4 separate regions of the Mus musculus genome follow, and all the other regions are linked to region 2. A link is a contact called in public Hi-C, HiChIP or PLAC-seq and promoter capture Hi-C data. All regions are on one chromosome and are shown on one strand. The core of a region is the stretch at or near the end of the contact, and the rest is flanking DNA. Distances in the headings are between cores, read along the strand shown. Region 1 overlaps Etv6 (ets variant 6). Region 2 overlaps 4933406J09Rik (RIKEN cDNA 4933406J09 gene). Region 3 overlaps Etv6 (ets variant 6). Region 4 overlaps Etv6 (ets variant 6).

Region 1 (2,700 bases), core at 19-2,518, 250 kb after region 2:
TGGTGTGATGAGCTGACCATCTCTCTGAACTGGGCAGATGCTCAAGGAAGGGTAATTCCAGGTCATTTCTAGAGTACCATTACCACGCATACTCCAAACAAAAGGGAAATACGCATTTGCCTCTTTTAATTAATGTGATAGTGGCTACAGAGAAAAGGTCAGCTGAGCTGCAGGACAGGCGGTGTCCTGAAGTCAGCTACAACCATCGGTATTGCAGTCACCTATCAGGGCCAGCTTCACCTGCATTTATAGATCAACTCTCCAGCATCACTAAGCACGGTGTGTGTGTGTGTGTGTGTGTGTGTGTGTGTGTGTGTGTGTGTGTGTATTCAGCGTGTATGCATATATGTATGCCTCTGTGTGCGTACGTGTACACACACACACCCCACATATATATGCACACACAGAGAGACACACGTAGGTAGGGAAGGGGCCTATATTGCTACTATCATACACATCATTTCATTGCCTACATTGAGGTTGCTGGATCTCTGCTAAAGATATCTATTTCCCAGTTGTTTTTATGCCATCCAGCACAGCCTAATAGACGTCAGGAGGAAGCCTAGTGCAGTCCTCCAGAAGTGCCCGCATCTCTTGCTGTGCTCTCTCCCACTGGTTGCCTACATCTTTTTTTTCCTGCCACCTGTGATGGTAAAGAGGATAAAGGATAGAAACAAGAAGAAACACTTGTCGTCTTGAGCAGCAGGCCAGGGGAAAATGAAGCAGTAAATGGATGGGGCACCTTCCATGGGCCAGGCATTTAAGATACCCTTTGTTTTACAAAGGCAGTGAATCACGATGAAGTTAAAGAACTTGCCTTGCCAGCCAGAGAGATGGCTCAGCAGTTAAGAGCATTGACTGCTGATTGCACTTCCAGATGAACCAGGCTCAGTTCTCAGCACCCACATGGCAGCTAACAGACACACACACACACACACACACACACACACACACACACACACACACACACATCCCCCCAGTCCAGGGCCTCCACAGGAACCAGGCACACAGGTGGTACAAAGGTAATACATGCAGACAAAATACCTATACATATAAAATTTTCTAAAAAAAAATTTCTAAATAGTTTGTCTTCCAACGTTGCACAAGTAATGCTAGAATTTTAAGCAAAGTAGGCCAGCTTCTGTATTTTTCTCCTCAAACTAAGACTATTTAGCCAAGTAAAAACGGTGTGCCACTGGCTTGATGGAGAAGGAAGGAAATGTATTATGAAAGTCCTGGTGATTAACGTAACTACAGAACTGAAACTGGGTAGCTTAGACAGAAGGGGTGGGGGTAATACTCTGACATCTCAGGTCATTTTTAAACCAAGCGACGGGGCGTCTAAACAGCGCACGTCCTCTGTAAGCAGAAAAGCAAGAAGGGATGTCTGTCCAGGGCAGCCAGGCTAAATCACCACAGTGGCCACAGGACAGACGTGGGATGAGGGTGGGAAAAGCAGGGTGAGGAAGGATGCTGCACGTGCCCCAAGTGTGTTCAAACGGTTTGCACTTGACAACTCTCCTCCCTTTGGGCAGAGCTTCCTGAAGGAAACAGACTCTGGTCTCTCGCCCTACCTTTCTTCAGTTCCCCCTTGAGCACTCTGTCTTCTCCTTTCCTCTCTGCCTTCTTTAGTGTTTGGAGACGAGGTCTTGTTTCACAGCCCAGGCTGGTCTTGAACTCACCTCTGTAGCCCAGACTGGCCTCCAACTGGTGATCCTCCAGCCTCAGTCTCCTGATGCTAGGATGGCAGTGCGCTGCTACCTGGCCCAGACTCCACTCTCTCTTGAGTACTCTCAGCTTTCCACTTCCTGCTTCTGTCAAGTTTAGGCAGGAAGAGGACTTAGAAATGGAGAACAGTGTCTTCATCTTCCATATAACCGAACAAGACAAAATACCAGAACAACAGAAGTGTCTTGAAAAACACTTCTTCTTTCAGGGCTCAGGTAGTTATCAGTTCTTGCTTTCGGTATTTACCATGTAGCGTACTAAAAAGAAACAGTAGGTAAGCATGAAACCAGAAATTCTGCTCTGTAAGGCTCCACGGATCTTCAGTTTCCCTCACCCCATGACTTTGTGCTCTGGGTCTTCACAAGGAGGCATTAGAGATAGGCACTGATTCATGCCTACCATTATCTAGGTCAACTTTAAGGTAGACAGGTTTTAAGGTGGAATGGTAGTATTTTATAAAGAGCCACCTGAATCTAAAAAGGAGACTGGTTTGCCTGGGACTTAGAGCATTGCTAGGATGTGGGGTTGGCATGCTAAAACCATGGGGCAGTCGAGAGACTTGGTAACCTTCCTGCCCTCAGTGGGACCATCCTCTGAGCTGAGCTAATGGCCCCAGACTGATGAGATCATTTCAGCTGGAAGTTTTAGCCTGTGTGAGACCAGTTAAGTGGTAGTTAACATTTTCAATATTTTTTTAGAGAACAGGCAAAATAAAGATTGATATTGATAAAGGGTTTGGTACCCTTGGAGAGGAAGGTCTTCTCAAAGAAGGAAGCGTTGTGTTAAGTCCATCAACAGAACAGTAGGAGAAGGCAGTTGGATTTTAAGTGTGACTAAAGCTTCCTGTTCTAACCCAGGCTTTTCTAAAATTTCCTTTTCCTTATAGACCAAGAAAGGGGGAGAAGGTTTTTTTTCCTTTTAAAAATAACAGTGAGAATCCCCAAGTCCCCAAAGCCTAATAGTTTAACATGT
Region 2 (2,700 bases), core at 27-2,526:
CACCTCTCTCCTTGCCTCCCAGACCCCTGTACCCAGCACACCTCTCTCCTTGCCTCCCAGAGAAAGCACAAGAAAGCCTTTGGCCAATCTAAGTCCTCGAGCCAGATTTAGCAACCCCTCATGTCTCTCTAAAGGTTAAACAGTTCCCACAGGGCACCAGAAAGGGTTATTGAAAACAGCAGGGTTTTTTTTTTTTCTTCTTTCTTTTTTTTTTTTTTTCTTCCTTAACTTCACTTCTGGTAAATCTCTGATCCAGCATCTAGTGGTTAACCACTGATACAGGAAGTGACATTTAACGTTTTTTATCACTCATCCAGAAATGGAAGAACAAGGCAAGTCTGTGTTTGGGGAAGATGGATGGCTGCCCACCACCTTCATCTTAAAGGCACATCACCTCTTTTCCTGATTGTTGGGCTGATGGCAGCGCATTTCCCTCCAGCCTGCTTGCTTCACTGTTGGGGGTGCAGTAGGGGTGTCAAGAGGGTAGTCAAGACCTTATGTCCTGGATGGGAACAACCTTGTTGGCCATTGATAGGGGTGAAACGGATGGTATTTGGTTCCTCTTTCTCAGGAGCCGTTGCATGTGGGGACAGGCAGGAAGGAAATGAGCTGGGATGCCTGTGTCCCAGGCAAAGGGAACCACAGACTCAGCCTGGGGTGGCTGAGTGCTGGAAGCCACCTGGCCAGCTGAGACTTGGAACAAAAATCCTGCCGGCTGTGGGAAGGAGGGCAGTCACCTGAAGCCTTGTCAACCCCTGCCAAGATGCTCCGTGACTCTTAAAGCTAATGTTGGACACGGCAAGCCATGACCAGGGCCTATGCATTCGGGTTAGCAAAGCAGTTAACCTCTGTCACTGGATGCTTTCCTGTTTGTCGTGTTAGAAATAAGGGGGTTTTCTGTGTAGCTTCTAGGTAAATCCCTGGTAACAAGGGTGACAAGGACAACAACAAACACTCTGAGCAATCCCTGCCCAGGCTTTGCCCCACCTACTGGGGGGTCTGAGGACATTGAGAAGCTTACATGGGAGCCCTGCTGGAGGGTGTGGGTGCATCAGACACTGCATTGCTGGCAAAGACCCCTGTCTTCCCATATTTACCAGGGTGATGGATTTCTCTGAGAAATTCCCCCTTCTTCTGGCAAGAAATGACACGATATCATAATGAAAAAAAAAGTCGCTGGGTTACAAATTATCCTTTCTCTTCTGGCCACCTCTGGTCTGACCACATGGATTCTTGGCCCTGTCAACACTAGGAGGCAGTGATGCCATGGGCCTGCTCTGTCACCGAAATGGGCAGGAGCTACAGGGTCAGCTGATGTTCACCACGAGGCCAGCTGGACCTGTGAGTCAAGTCACCTCTTGATTTCTGCTCTAGCTTGCTCTGGGGAGGATCTGAAGTGACTGTGATCTCTTGGAACCTCAGTTTGTCTATCTAGACACTGCTTTGGAGATCTCAGGAGAGCTACAGATTGCTGCAAAGGAAATGTGTCTTTCCAAGTTTGCACTTTTCTCCATGAGAGGGAAGGCATGGGTGACTTCAACGTGTTCCTGAAAGGACAGAGTTGCACACAGGTGTCACATGCCCCAGGCTGTAGGCACCAGTGGTGGTGGGACTTTGTGTTGGAAGTAGCTGTGAGATGAGAGCATGATTCTGGTGGTCCTCAGTGCGAGCTCTTTCTCAAGCACATGCCTGCTCCCCACAGAGACTTTTACCTGATACACCAAAGTGGAACAAGCATCAAAGCCAATGGAGCACTTTCCTGTGCCACAGGACACAAAACCACCCCACATCTCTGAAGAAACAGCAGTCTGCTCACTGGTGCCAATGCCTGGCTGCCCATGGTTGGGAACTTAGGAAACAGTCCTGACCAGGTCCCCCTTAGAAACCAGCACAAGCATTTGCATGTGAGTGTACATGCATGTATACATGCGTGTGTATGTGTAAGTGCATTTGTATGAGTGCATGCACATGTGTGTGTGTGCATGTGTGTACCCATGCCTGTGTATGTGCAGAGGCCAGAGGAGAACATCTTTACAGTATTCCCTTGAAGAAGGCAATCCCACTGGAGTTCAGAACACTTCAGCTAGGCTGTGCCCCAGCGATCCAGCCATCCCCCTCACCTACAGCATTAGGCTTGCTGCAGCCATGCATGCCCAACTTCTTGGTGGGTGCCAAGGATCCAAACTCAGGTTCGCATGCTTGCTTGTGCAGCAAAAGTGCTCTTACCCACTGAGTCACAGCCTCAACATTTTTATAAGGGTCTTAAGCACATTGACATACAGTCTGTGTAGAGAGCCTCCTATTTAAATGAAGAGATTAATAAGTTAAAACACACACACACACACACACACACACACACACACACACACACACACACACACACACCACCACCACCACCACCACCACCATACAGAAAATTATATGCTCTGATTTTGGTAATTACAGAGAGATGCACAGAGGTAGAGCCTCTTAGCCCTGCCCAGGAAGAGCCGGTGCAGGAGGAAACGTCTCAGATGAGATTTCAAGATTAACGAGGTGAATCAGTTGAGAAGGAGCTGTGGTAAAAGCAGGTGAAATTAGGAAGGATGTGAGATTGGGGTGGGTAGGAGTCAGGACATGCTTTGCTGTCTCCCAAACTGTGTTAACAGCCACAACCTGCCTGCCGGAAGTAGGGGGTAAAGGGAAGGGAAGGAGCAAGGG
Region 3 (2,700 bases), core at 72-2,571, 180 kb after region 2:
TACATCAACAGCAGTTTGCCAGTTTGAGGATCAATACTCAGTTCACGAGGACAGCTTATTCTTTAAATAAGATATAAGATGCAGGTTTTATTACATGTTCTAGAAGGAACTAATGTCTAATAACCAGGTCTTTTTTTTTTTTTTTTACTATTAAGATTCATTCCCTCAGCAAACATGGTTGCAAGATTATGTGCCAAATCATTTTAAGATACCATGGATATGGACAAAGATGAATAATGGTCTTTGTCTTTGAGAAGTCGAACAGGCTGGTTCCTTATCAGCCGGCATTTTTCTTCCCGGTTCACTGTAATTTCTTTCATGGCTCCTTAGTCGGCAGTGCCGATCAGACATAACCAACCCCCACATAATGCACGTTTAATTCATAATTTATTCTGAGGCCAAAATCTTCCTTTTCTATAACCAGGAAAGAAACCATACCAAGGTGGAAGTTTGGATAAATGTGGCTGGTAGAAATTTCCATTAACTTTAAGGAAGTGTATGTTAAACCCTGAACCAGGAAGGAAAAAAAAAAACCCCACACTTGGAGAGAAATAGATTTAGAGCAAATGAAGCCATAAAGCATACCATTTGAGAAACTGCCTATATGAAATCAGACAGAGGGCAAAGGGTCAATTATCTTTATTATACATTAAGAGTGGGGCAAATAGCAAGGGGCTTACAGGTCATTAGGGAGAAACCAGGCTAATTAGGGAACCAAACTTACAGTACAGCAAGGCAGCGGGAACTGCTAAAGGTAACTATAGAGTTCCCAATATTGAAATATTCAGAGCTGAGCTTAACCCTATGGGATGGTTTAGGGATAATTATCTTTGCCTAAGGGCTGGCAAACAACACAATAAGCAACTACAAGTCCAGGCCAGGTCGCAGAATCATGAAGCCTACTGAGAATTCTGTGCTAGGCTAAAGACTGTCGTACAGAGCGTACCTCAGACGATTCACACATTGGTATCATGTGAACCACTTTGTTCACATCATCGACTGTATCTGTAATTGGCGAGGACTAATTAAAATTCCCTGTACACTATCACTGAAACTCGAAGATGCATGACAGTGAAGACTAAGAGGAAGGCTTGGAAATGATATGGAAACACTCAGACCTGGGTTTTTTTTTAGAAGGTTTGTAGAGCCCCATACTCAAAAGTGCATGTTTCAATGAGCACCAACTCTCTGAAGGAACTTGCGGATTCCAAGTGGAACTTTCAGCTTCCAGAATATTCTAGCCAGGGGAGACTTCAGAGGCCTCTGCTTACTTGCCCTTTCTTGTTCCTTCAGACTGAGGAAACAGAAAGACCATGCCACCCTTTAACAGCAGCTGTGGCTGGCGGGGGTTTTAAGCAGTTCCCCTTATCAGTCGCAGGCAGGAACCTACCCAACAGGAAGTTTCCCCAGAGTTTCCACCACAGGAAATTTCCTGGGAGGAAGCCCATGATGGGGAGTCCACCAGCCCCCACAGACACTTGTGAGCTGGCCTAGGAGAGTGGGCAGAGGAGGGGGGTATGGGGGAGGCGCCAAGGGGGAGATGCGGGGAACAATGGAGTATTTTGCTTCCTTTGGCCTTGGATTCCTCAGACACTTGCTTATTCACTGGCACATGTCCGCTTTCATCTCTGGGCCAGCAGCTTCACCCCCGGCCAGGCTGACAGTGGAGAGAAGGGGCCCAACCGGTACAGAGTACAGACTCTGCTGGTGACCTCAGCCTTCCCTTTCTGGCCTGACTCTTCTTCCATCCATCAAGCAGAATTTTTAAGATGAGATGAGACAGGTCACCACACTAGCTTAATACTGGTAAACATTTAGGTACCCATGATGCAAGCCCCCCCCCCGACTAAATCACTGCATTTTCATTAAAGCAAATGCTGGCATGGTGGCATATTATCTCCACGGGGAGTTAGCAATGCCCCAAGGGGGATCACTCCAAGTCCAAGTGTCCAGAAAAAACACCACACTGATCAGTGCACAGTTGAACGATGACCCACAAGGAAGCTAAGGAAATGGGAGGTTTGGGTTACTACATCAAGATTACATTTTAAAAGATCTGGGCCAGGTGTGCACCTACGGCCCCAGCACTCAAGAGTCTGAGCAGCTATTAACCCTAGGTGTTCCAGGCAAGCCTGAGTAACACAGAGAGACCTTGTTTCAAACAACACAATGTAAACGCCAAAGCCAAAAATTCATTTTTCCAACTAAAGGACATGTTTTTCATATGTAAAACACAAGCCTAATTCCTGTAAGCTACAGCTGGAGAGCTGCTTATTGGACTAACTCAGACAGTGTTTTGTTTTGTTTTGTTTTAATTTAAAAATTGTCTTTTTCTTCTAAAGGTCAGGGTTCAAAAAAAAAAAAGTGAGATCTGAGGTCCAGTGTGTTCCCTTCCAAAGTCAGTTAATTTATGTTTCTCTGTGTGCATAGTTGACATTCTGATGCTGGCAGCCTCTGCCGAAACATAAAGCAAGACTGCACGGAGCTGTAGTAAGGACACTCCTCCCCCTGCCAGGCCTCACTGTGGGCTTCCACTGTATTTCTGTTTTCAGTTTAAAAAATTAAGATACAGTTATAACACCAGGGGATAGGCTCAACTAAATAGTAATCCGGAAATTAATAGCTGTAAAAATATTTTTTTCCAAATATTTCCCCATGAATATTTTGCCTCCCACCTCCCTTTTTTGTTTGCTTTCATTA
Region 4 (2,700 bases), core at 49-2,548, 190 kb after region 2:
AACCAAGGGCTTGGTACAAAAAGGCCAGAAATGACAGCCTCATATTAACTTCCTCTAAGAAAGTCACACTTGGTGTAGACCAAAGCATAAAGTTTGGAATAACAAGAAGACAAACAAAACTGCATATCTCCTTAAAAATAAACAAGAACTAATAGAACATAAAAAAAAAAAAATCTAGAAACGTACGTAGCCTGTCCTCACATCTCTAGAATAGCTTTCTGGTTGGGTCTCTGTTTTAGTTTGCTTTCTGGTGCTATGATAAAACGCTGAGTACAACTGACTTAAAAGAGGAAGGAATTTATACGACTTACACTTCCAGGCCTTAGTTCATCACTGAGGGAAGTCAGGGCAGGCACTGAAGCAGAAACCAACTAGGAATGCTGTTTGTTGGCTCGCTTCACAGCTCACTTAGCTTCCAGACCAGAACCACTTGCCCAGGGAATAGTACTGCCCACAGTGGGCTGGGCCCTCCTCTATGAATGAACGATGAAGAATATTCCTCACAGAAATGCCCACAGACCAAATCACTTAATTGAGCCCTTTTAAGTGATTCTAGGCTGCTTCAAGGTGACAGTTAATGCTAACTAGGACAGCTTCCAATTCCCCATTGCAGGCTACGTGGTCACCTTTTGTAGCCAATGGCTATAATTATGCAATGGTGCTTGCTAAAGCAAGTGCCAGAATTAGATGCCAGGCACAGAAGGCATGCTATTGGCAATCTCATTCATCTAGTTCTCAAGTTCTCAGAAAACTCCAACGTCCAGAGTTACTCAAGAGTTTAAGCTGGAGGGCTGCGAAGAGTGAGCAGCCGGACTAAAAAAAGACACAGAGCCCAACGCAAACCCGAACGCGAGGCTGCTCGACACACTGGGAGCCAAGAAGCCCGCTCAGCGGCTCAGTGACACACTTCTACTTCACACGGAAGGTACACGAAGCTTGACGTATCAAGTCTTTCCAGAAAGGGACATATGGTGAGGAGAAAACCGTAGCCCTGTCATGACGGTTACTCGTGACAATGGCGGCAGGTGACCTTCATTCCATGATTGATTAGGCAAATACTTACTAAGCACCTCCTTGGGGGAGGGCGCTCTTCGAGGCACCAGGCAATTAACGCATAAACAAATAAGCAAACAAAATTATAAACTACACCAAATGGTGATTACATGTTATAGAGGGTGTTAACAATTTGAATACCCAATACCCCTCATTCACCTCACAGCTCAGCTATCTGAAAACTTGATTTGTGGTTGTTTGGTGGTGCTCTTCTGGGAGGCTACAAGCTTAGGAGGGGGGCCTGGCTGGCAGAAATAGGTCACTGGGTGCTGACCTCTGAAGGCTTCTCCTTACAGTATGCTGCCTCTGCCTTCTGATTAGCAACGATAAGAAAAGTCACCTGACACAGTTTCCACTGCCACAGACTGGGCAGGCCCTGTTAGTGGGCTTTCCTCACCATGATGAACTGAGATGTTCTGAAATGGTGAGCCAAAACAGATCTTTTCTTTATTTGGTGGCTTCTGTCAGATATCTTTATAGGGGCAAGGCATCATGGAAGGAATTCTAGAAGAAACATGGTAGGTAGTAGGATGAAGGTCTTGTGTTTGTGCACATTTCTTAGGGAAGAGAAAGTGTGTGGGGGGATAACTGAAACATGAGAAGGGGGAGGGGAGGAAGGAGGGCTAGGGAGGGAGGGGCAGAGAGAGGGAGAGGAAGGAGCAGAGAGAAAGAGGAAGAGGGAGGGGGAGGGGGAGGAGGAGGGAGAAGTGCTAAGGCTGTCAGGCTGGAAGCATGGCAGGCTGGGAGCCACTCTGCCCAACATTGCCATCATGTCTTCACGGACTCACTCTCAAAAGCCCTTTATGCTTTCACTCTCTCCCTTCTCCCGTTTCTGTCTCTCTCGTTACTTCCCAGGAGTCCTCTCAAATCACAATCAGATCACACCAGCCCTCTGCCTAAAATTCTCATTGAAAAATTAAATGCCGAAGCCTTTTAACGGCACAGGCATCCCCTACCTCCCCTGCCTCTCACACTCACCTCTCTCGTCCCATCTGTCACTGGAGACACACTCCCTTCCTCTCTGGTCCTTTTACCATGGTAACCATGTTCTCCCCTTGAGGTTCTCATTGTTCTCCATGCCTGGACGCATGGATGAGGTTGGTGACTTCATTATGGGCTATGAGAAGGTGGGCTTGACTAAGTACAACTCGAAGGGCCTATCTTGCTCTGGCCTCCACTTCTCTGTCTGTTTCTGTGTTCCCATGAGATGGACAGCTCTGCTTTGCCCCCTGCCACGATGCTCATGGCCTTATTCCCAGAGCAGCAGGACCAAGAACGCCAGAGTGAAACTATGAGCCAAGATAACTCTTTCCTCCTTTAAATCGCTTCTCACAGTACTTGTCACAGTGACAGAGTCTCACTCACACATCTGCTATTATCCCTTGCATATTTCCACTTCATTCATCCAGCACGGATGGTCTTAGCTGGCAACTGTAATTTTTCTCAGCCGCAGTACTGAAGACAGCGTTTTATTCAGTGTGTTCATTGTGTTGCCACCACTGAACAAATCCTAAATACACTCCTTAGTGCTACTTCAATTTCTTCTATGGCATCTTAGAACCTTCCTGAGATGATCTACACCCTTTAGTGTGGAACACCAGAGTCTCTTCAAAACCTTGCTCTACCATGTCTTCAACTAGCAGGATA

The links. Promoter capture Hi-C pulls out the DNA fragments that hold promoters and counts their contacts. Hi-C and Micro-C count contacts between places; a contact is called where the count stands out from the background. HiChIP or PLAC-seq counts read pairs in DNA pulled down with a chosen protein or histone mark.
Region 1: a Hi-C map of bone marrow-derived macrophages shows a contact between it and region 2, with 4 times the contacts expected there. The contact joins two enhancer-like sites. A contact is called at or near these places in 3 of 484 Hi-C or Micro-C datasets (bone marrow-derived macrophages, nephron progenitors and uterus) and 2 of 115 datasets of contacts at active chromatin or transcription factors (embryonic stem cells and large pre-B cells).
Region 3: a contact with region 2 is called in a BATF HiChIP or PLAC-seq map of CD8 T cells, with 8 read pairs. The contact joins two enhancer-like sites. A contact is called at or near these places in 3 of 484 Hi-C or Micro-C datasets (the HPC-7 cell line, granulocyte-monocyte progenitors and nephron progenitors), 3 of 115 datasets of contacts at active chromatin or transcription factors (CD8 T cells, the HPC-7 cell line and large pre-B cells) and 1 of 9 other capture datasets (embryonic stem cells).
Region 4: a promoter capture Hi-C map of the HPC-7 cell line shows a contact between it and region 2. The contact joins two enhancer-like sites. A contact is called at or near these places in 4 of 39 promoter capture datasets (the C10 cell line, the HPC-7 cell line, pre-B cells and 1 more), 3 of 484 Hi-C or Micro-C datasets (granulocyte-monocyte progenitors, liver and nephron progenitors) and 3 of 115 datasets of contacts at active chromatin or transcription factors (the HPC-7 cell line, T-cell acute lymphoblastic leukemia and large pre-B cells).

What each region holds. Positions count from the first base shown.
Region 1 is chr6:134,114,334-134,117,033 of GRCm38.p6, reverse strand. The region is part of intron 1 of Etv6 (ets variant 6); the gene reads right to left. It overlaps Gm46978 (a long non-coding RNA gene), which reads right to left. Exons shown (of 2, transcript XR_001785387.1): 2 at 2,612-2,700. Among named protein-coding and RNA genes, the nearest start is that of Gm46978, 4.6 kb to the right of the region's middle. Within about 2 kb of position 1,268, at least 62 of the 459 cell types and tissues checked have an H3K27ac peak or open chromatin away from gene starts, as enhancers often do. A contact at or near this core is called in bone marrow-derived macrophages, where this site is marked.
Region 2 is chr6:134,364,722-134,367,421 of GRCm38.p6, reverse strand. All of the region lies in intron 3 of 4933406J09Rik (RIKEN cDNA 4933406J09 gene), which reads left to right. Among named protein-coding and RNA genes, the nearest start is that of Bcl2l14, 30 kb to the left of the region's middle. Within about 2 kb of position 1,276, at least 125 of the 459 cell types and tissues checked have an H3K27ac peak or open chromatin away from gene starts, as enhancers often do. A contact at or near this core is called in CD8 T cells, the HPC-7 cell line, bone marrow-derived macrophages and 1 more, where this site is marked.
Region 3 is chr6:134,188,657-134,191,356 of GRCm38.p6, reverse strand. All of the region lies in intron 2 of Etv6 (ets variant 6), which reads right to left. Among named protein-coding and RNA genes, the nearest start is that of Gm52920, 3.5 kb to the right of the region's middle. Within about 2 kb of position 1,321, at least 50 of the 459 cell types and tissues checked have an H3K27ac peak or open chromatin away from gene starts, as enhancers often do. A contact at or near this core is called in CD8 T cells, where this site is marked.
Region 4 is chr6:134,170,124-134,172,823 of GRCm38.p6, reverse strand. All of the region lies in intron 2 of Etv6 (ets variant 6), which reads right to left. Among named protein-coding and RNA genes, the nearest start is that of Gm52920, 15 kb to the left of the region's middle. Within about 2 kb of position 1,298, at least 56 of the 459 cell types and tissues checked have an H3K27ac peak or open chromatin away from gene starts, as enhancers often do. A contact at or near this core is called in the HPC-7 cell line and granulocyte-monocyte progenitors, where this site is marked.